Linked DNA regions of Mus musculus: region 1 is linked to region 2. Evidence: chromatin contacts called from public HiChIP or PLAC-seq data. All regions are on one chromosome and are shown on one strand. The core of a region is the stretch at or near the end of the contact, and the rest is flanking DNA. Distances in the headings are between cores, read along the strand shown. Region 1 overlaps Rassf8 (Ras association (RalGDS/AF-6) domain family (N-terminal) member 8). Region 2 has its middle 33 kb from the start of Rassf8.

Region 1 (3,653 bases), core at 270-2,769, 80 kb after region 2:
ACTTCCTGGAAATCAGATTTATAAGCCATTAATCATTAGTATAAATCTAACTTTTATCAAGGACCTATTGTACATCAATTAAGGTTTATCAGCCACATCCCTATCAGCGACCACATCCCTAGTAGTGGAAGCCACCAGAAGGAAGGACAGAGGCAAGTAGACCTGGCGATTCTGTAGACATGCTTAACCCTTGAGGGAGCATCCTCAAGTGGAGGCTGGGGAGGACCAGACAGATGGGAGAAGGCATAGGAGGAGGGATGAGCAGTCAGGACAGGAGAGCACAGAGGAGAGGCCAGAACATTGATGCTGTGGGGTCATCCCAAGAGGAAGATACTTCAGGAAACGTGAGGGAAGGGCACACAGGAGGCACAGCCTGCAGCACACAGTTCTTGGTGACACTGTCAGCTGTGTTATCTGAGGAGAGATGGAGATAAATTATGAGGCAGAACTGTCAATGGGAATTGTGTGTTTAAAGTGTTCGTGCTGCACTCTGCTCCATTCCCCAAGTCAGCAATGATTTTATTTCCTCAAAGCCTCTCCTACTTTCTGGATGTTTTCAGTGAACATACTTTACTTTTGCAGTAGAGGAAGTTGTTTTAGGAATCCAAGGTTACACTGATGTGCAATACCCTTGTCAATGTCCCGGATACAATACTCCAAACAGGGCTTCATGAAGAAACGGCTCGCTCTCTATCACACTCCTTCTTTATGTTTTTGTGGTGAAACAAGGAACTGTTGTCAGGGTTAAACCCCTTGCTAACCAAGGCGTCTTTCCTGAATTGTTCCTTGTCATCGAGAAGCACTGTAGATCGTCCTTGAGCTTCCTGCTTGCAGCCAGATCTAGGCCTCCCCTGAAACAGTGCAGTAGACTTGTCTCACCCTTCGTAAGATGGGTGGGATATTTGGCTGAAGGCGCAGTGATAGACTAAGCTGGCTTTTGTTTTGCTTTGGTTTGGTTTTGAGATGGGGTTTAGCTATTCAACTCAGGCTGCTTTCAGAAATGTGAATTGTCTCAGCTTACATCCCACACTCCTGTGCTCTGAATCACACCACCAGTGCCCACCAGTGCCCACCAGTGCCCACCAGTGCCCACCAGTGCAGGCTCTTCCTTCTATTTGGTTTCATATATGTGGAGCCCTGAAGCAGCCCTGGCTACTTTACACTTCTATGAAGCAATATTAAACATCACTGCAGTCTTTAGCTGAGGAATGCCTGGGAGTGGCCATATTTATACAGTAAGAACTCTGGATAGCCCTTCCAACTCTGCCTTACATCTTACTAGCTTGGCAGCTATTCCACAGATCTCTATTGCCAGGAAAGTATTCCACAGCCTCTCCTCTGCCCTCAGTGATGGACTTAAGTCTGTTAGTCTCTGGTGCTGGTTCCTGTCTTCTGCTCTCTGCTGCCTGCGGTAAGGGGTGGGGAGATCTACCCTCACATCTTTCATTCCTCTAACCAGCGGCTGGGAGAGCCTTGCCAGTGTTGTCTTGCATCTTTCTAATAGGGAAGAGTGACCTCTGGTGGCTAAAACCATAAGCCCCAAAGTAACAAAAAAGCTCAGGTCACCTCTGCTTAATGTCCCCTCACTTCAGACTGTGTCAGGCACACATTCCACATCCGTGAATGTCTCTGGCTACATGTTTACCGGCTGTATCTCTTGTTACTACCACACATGCCCTGCATGCATAGTCAGCCTTAACTCCAGACCCCAGGTAGTATTCAGCTGGCACTCCTGTTTAGTGATAAATCCTTAAACCTCAATAACTTAACATGTTTGTTGGTTTGTTTGTTTTACCTGTTGACTAGAGAGCTACACTGTCTGATTCATACTCTAGCTGCAGCCTGTCTGCCCCAGCTGTCTGGCAGGTACCGGGCGGCATCCTCAGCTTGGTTGGTGTGCCATTAATGCAGCCTGGTTGTCTGGCAGTTGTGGGCTCACATCAGTCTTTCAATGTCTAATTTCTTGTGGCTCACTTTTTAAATGAGCGGTGTTAGTAACTTACAAGGAGGCCCAGACTGCTGAAAACAGAGATGAAAATAAATTCAAGTAGCAACAAAGTAAAGGGCAGCATTGCCTGTGGGTTACAGATTATCCTATAGAATGTGTGAATGGCTCATCCTTTTGTGAGAATGAAGGTCAGTGGTATGGGTGGTTTATACTTAATGTTAAAATCATTCTTAGTTTTTCCCTGTGATTAAAAGATTGTCTTATTCAAAAGATGAGAAAAACATCTTTGATTAAAAGCCATGGGGTCTAAGACATTTCTGTGGAAATATATATCCACATTGTTTCCATTTCACAGTCCTAGAGGGGGACTCAGGGCCCACATGCTTACACTTTATTTCTGTTTTAAGAAAGCTCTAGCAGGGTTCAGGAACTGGCTTTTAAAATTTACCTGTCTAGGTAAGATACAGCATTGGGTGTTTTTCACACACAGATTGTCTGTGCAGACTGCAACTCTCATGGAACAGTACTGACCCCATCGCAAAATTCCAGGCTGTCATTGAGAAACAGAAACTCCCATGGTAGCTGCTTGCAATAGAAAAGCATCATTTGAGTGAGAAATATTTCTTTTAAAAGCTAGTGGTGATTCTGAATTTGAATTTTCTCTAAAATTCAGTTCCAGTAGGTAAGTAGCTCTGGAGTTGAGCCTGGAACAAAACCTCAAGAATGCATTTCCTCCTCATGAAGCATGGGTGGTTATCAGGATCAGCTGTGTATTATAAAATACAACCCATAATACCACAAAAAGGTGGTCATCCCAGATGCCAGGACATACTTACTATGTTACTGGACCATTAGCCACTCCTCTGATACCTAAGACATAGTAACTTCCTAAGTGTGTTTTCAGTATTTTAATAGTGTTTTGTAGAAATACAGTATTTCAGTGCCCTTTTGTAACCTAAAGAGAGAGACTGCAGTTTCCAGTGCCGCCAGAAGGGGCGCCAGTCTTCTGCTACTGGAGTTAGAGGCAGTGTGAGACACAGCGCATGGGTGCTGGGAACCAAAGGATTCTCTGAAGAGCAGCAAGTACCCTTAACCATGGAGCCATGTCTCCAGCTCCTACGAGTGTCTGTATTAAGGTTCAGTGCTACAGAAGTGATCTGTAAGGTGCCAGGATGAGAGAGCGGCAGTGTCAGATACATTGCAGAGGCAACAGCAGCTATAGTTATGTACAGGTAATGCAATTTAGAACCTTGTTGTTGCCAGGAAGGATGGTCAGAGGTGTTGTAAACTAAAAGACAGCCTGCAGGTGCCTACCCAGTGGGAATGAGAGGTCAGATCTGGGAAAACTTCAGTAAGTACAGAGTACTTCACTTCAGCAGCAGCCGCAAGCCTGCGTTCAAAAGGTTTCCGACTTCTTGAAGCATTCTTACTCAGCAATGTCGAGAAACCCTGGGCATGTGCTTTGGGACCTTCACCTGCCTTACGTGCCTTCCTCTATTATGGGCCTCGTGTGTGTAATCACATGCAAGTGGTTTTTAGTGAGACATCTTTCTGTGTTTAATTTAAATACCTTGCTCCTGTGTGAGCAGCCTTGGGAAATTTGTGATGGAGCCTTCTCATGTCATGGGAAAAGAGTGACCAATAGTTTTAGGATACTTGGACATTTTATATGTGGAAACCGTCTAGATGAAGTTTCCACTCCATT
Region 2 (3,501 bases), core at 481-2,980:
ACTCCCCTGCCTGCTAATTGACGCCACCACCACAACCACCACCACTGTCATTACCTCTACCACCTCCTCACAACCACCACCTCTACCATCACTGCCACTACCTCCACCTCTGCTTCCTCACCCCTCCATCATCTCCACCACCACCACCACCACCACCACCACCACCGCCACCACCACCACCACCACCACCACCACCACCGATGAGGAAGGGCAGACCACTAGCTGGGCAATTCAATCAAGGGTTGTATCTATGGAAACTGAAAAGCAAACCTCAGCCCTGAATTGTCTCCAGGTTGGGAAGAGCATCAGCCTTTCCCATCTGTATCATTAAAGTCGGCTTCTCTAATTCCATGGATTTATTAACAAATCACCTATGTGCAAATGGCAGATTTGTTGACCGGCACAGTTCACGTTGGCACAGTTTGGTAGAAGGCAGTGCTAAGGCAGCAAGTGTGTCCCCTGAGATGCTTTTATCCTCAGAGTCCCAAATCAGCAGAAGGACTTCCCGTCAGCTTAATAGAGTGTGGTGGTTTGAATATGCTTGGCCCAGGGAGTGGCACTATTTGGAGGTGTGGCCTTGTTGGAGTAGGTGCGGCCTTGTTGGAGGAAGCTTGTCACTGTGGGCATGGGCCTTAAGGCCCTCGTGCTGGCTGCCTGGAAGCCAGTCTTCTCCTATTTGCCTTTGGAACAAGATGTAGACCTCTCAGCTCCTCCTGCACCACACCTGCCTGGGCACTGTTACTCTTGATGGTAATGGACTGAACCTCTGGGCCTGTAAGCCAGCCCCAATTAAATGTTTAATTTATAAGAGTTGCCTTGGCCATGGTATCAGTTCACGGCAGTAAAACCCTAACTAAGACATAGATCTTTAAAATAATTTTCTTTTTAATAATTTAAGTACGTTCTCATTTATGCATTAATGCTGTTGAGGCCACCTCATGCCATTAATTAAAAGGACATTGATTCATGATTCATGAATTTATAGACAGTCGGGTTTTGTGGGATTTTGTTTTGCTTTGTTTTTGTTTTTAAGTGCTTTTTTTTTCATCCCAAGATATATTGTTCTTGAGATAAAAACTGCTGATTCATAATCAGATTGACTCAGAAATTTGTCTAAGCCAGAGAAGGACAGGGGGAAATGGGGACCAGCAGAGGGGGACTTGTTTAAATTTTACGAGGAATAAAGTGTCCCAGAATCAAACCTCAAGGTTGTTTGTAATCAAAAAGGCAGCAAGGATGAATTTGGAAATAACAAAAACACAAAGCCTCGCCTTGCTGACATCTGCCCTCTGTGTGGGGCGGTTCTCAGAGGAGGGAGACTGTCTCTCCCAGGTTTGTCCTGGGAATGTGGTGTTGACTACTAATGACATTTCAGGAATGCACTGTCTGAGGTGACAGAGTGAGACACACCCAAGCCCTGAGGAGGCCTGTGTGGCCTCTTGGTTGTGATAATTGTGTTGTGTTCTGTCTCCTGTGACCTAGCAGTTACAATTGCACCTCACTCTTAACAGGAACAGGCAAACACTGAGCTGAGCTGCGTCTCAGCCTTTGAAACGAGGCTGAACTATCTCTTAGGACAGAGGCTGGGAACACAGGCAATAAAGCTGTCTTTCCTGACAATGCTGCCATGCTACCCGAATTCCTGGATGGGAGCTGACCATCCTGCTGTGAATCCAGCAGGCCTTTCCCCTGGAGTCTAACCCACACATGGAAATAGATCAACCTGTTACCATGGATACCTAAAAACATGGCCAAATGATTAAAATTCTTGTCTAAATCATTGCAGTGTCTGACCCAGTACTCTGGCCTTGGGAAGTGACACCCCAGGGAAGGGGGCACAGCGTCTATAGATCACTGTCCCCTTGTCCACTGGTCCAGCTCTTACTATTTATCTGCCTGGGCCCCATGTCAGGGATCTGAAGCCATGGGTCCTGCTGTCCATACACTGTGGATGCCAATGATCCCACACACACCCCCACCCCGACTCCCATGATGCTTCTCAGCGATAATTACTCTGACTTCTAAGGCCTTATTAATTTCTTTCTTTATCCAGACCAAATGTGAAAAATCTCTTTGACTTTTGTTTTTAGCTTAAGCAAAGTGCTTGCCCCAGAAAATCAATTCAAGATTGAATTTAAATATAAGACTTAATTGGAGCCCTTAGTTTTGTTTAACATTATGGGCCTTGTACACATTGCCAAACATTATTCATTCAACCAGATTTGTCCGTGTTAGTCACCCTGACTAATAGGTACATGAAGGAGAAGTGGTTGAGCTATTCTTGGGGAATGGTGGCCAGGTCACAGTGCTGTGTGGTGGCACTGGCCACACAGAAGGAAATGACACAGATGAACACAGAGATGGTCACCCAGCTGGCAAGGCTTCTAGTGAGAATTAAGTCAGAGGCAGTGCCTGAGGTGAGAGGAAGAGAAGAGGGAGGGTGATACAGTTATGGATGTGGACAGAAGAAAATGTCATCCAAGCAAGGTACTTGGCACACAGGAAAAACTCATAGTTGTTGGCCAAGGCCACAACACTTTGAAAACTACTCCATTTTGATTAAATGGTGACAATTTTCCCAAACCACAGTAATTAGCCCTTCCCGAGGTTGTTTTCCTCCATCCCTCCCCCTGCAGATCCCCACAATGCCTGTCAATCCCCTGACATCTCCTTCCTTACTGCTCAACATTCTTTGGTCACTCCTAGCAATGGCCAGTCTTCAGTCAAAAAGCTTTCTCTTTGACCACGCCTCCTGTCCTTCTGTTCTCCCCCTTCCCCTTCCCCTCATCTCCACCCCATAATAATCCCTGGTCTGTACTCTGGTTTCTCAACCTAGAGACTATCCTTCAGCAGAACTGCTCCGATGAAGCCTGGTCTGCTGTGTGTCTTTTCCTTCAGCCAACTTTTCAGTAATAATATAAGGAACACTTAGATGCACTACTGGTAACAGTGCTCATAAAACATGGCTGCGAATAACATAGATCAATAACGTTTAGTCAGATACATTAAAATTGTTGTACCTAGCCTATGACTAATTGCGTTCCCAGGAATTTTCCCCAAATCAGTGCAAAGTCTACAATAAAGGCACTTGTGTGTCTATGATGTTTCCTGACATTGAAGTGACTCTCAGGATTCATCTCACCTTGCAGTTTGAGAACAGCCATTCTGCTGTGCATGGGACTGCAGGCATTGGGCAGTCATGTGTAGCCAGGAGCCGGTAGCATCTGCCTGCTCACGTCTTGGCAGACCAGGAAGTGAAAAAGACTGGACCCAGAAGCAAGCCTGCACTATAACCTTCAAAATCCAGTGACCCATTCTCCCAGATCTAGGTCTTCCCAGAACAGCAGCCCAGCCGGGAACCAAGTGTTCAAACCCATGAACCAGTAGGAATATTTTACAACTAAATCATAACTGCTCTTAGAAGGTTTTGGCATGATAACCCAACTGTAAAGAACCCAATGTTGGGCTGGAGAGATGGCTCAGTGGTTAAGAGCACTGACT

The links. HiChIP or PLAC-seq counts read pairs in DNA pulled down with a chosen protein or histone mark.
Region 1: a contact with region 2 is called in an HNF4G HiChIP or PLAC-seq map of pancreatic cancer cells. The contact joins two enhancer-like sites. A contact is called at or near these places in 3 of 484 Hi-C or Micro-C datasets (liver, peritoneal macrophages and rod photoreceptor), 3 of 115 datasets of contacts at active chromatin or transcription factors (embryonic stem cells, fibro-adipogenic progenitors and pancreatic cancer cells) and 1 of 9 other capture datasets (adipose tissue).

What each region holds. Positions count from the first base shown.
Region 1 is chr6:145,791,947-145,795,599 of GRCm38.p6, forward strand. The region is part of intron 1 of Rassf8 (Ras association (RalGDS/AF-6) domain family (N-terminal) member 8); the gene reads left to right. Among named protein-coding and RNA genes, the nearest start is that of Gm15704, 45 kb to the left of the region's middle. Within about 2 kb of position 1,520, at least 58 of the 459 cell types and tissues checked have an H3K27ac peak or open chromatin away from gene starts, as enhancers often do. A contact at or near this core is called in pancreatic cancer cells, where this site is marked.
Region 2 is chr6:145,712,006-145,715,506 of GRCm38.p6, forward strand. No RefSeq gene overlaps it. Among named protein-coding and RNA genes, the nearest start is that of Rassf8, 33 kb to the right of the region's middle. Within about 2 kb of position 1,731, at least 82 of the 459 cell types and tissues checked have an H3K27ac peak or open chromatin away from gene starts, as enhancers often do. A contact at or near this core is called in pancreatic cancer cells, where this site is marked.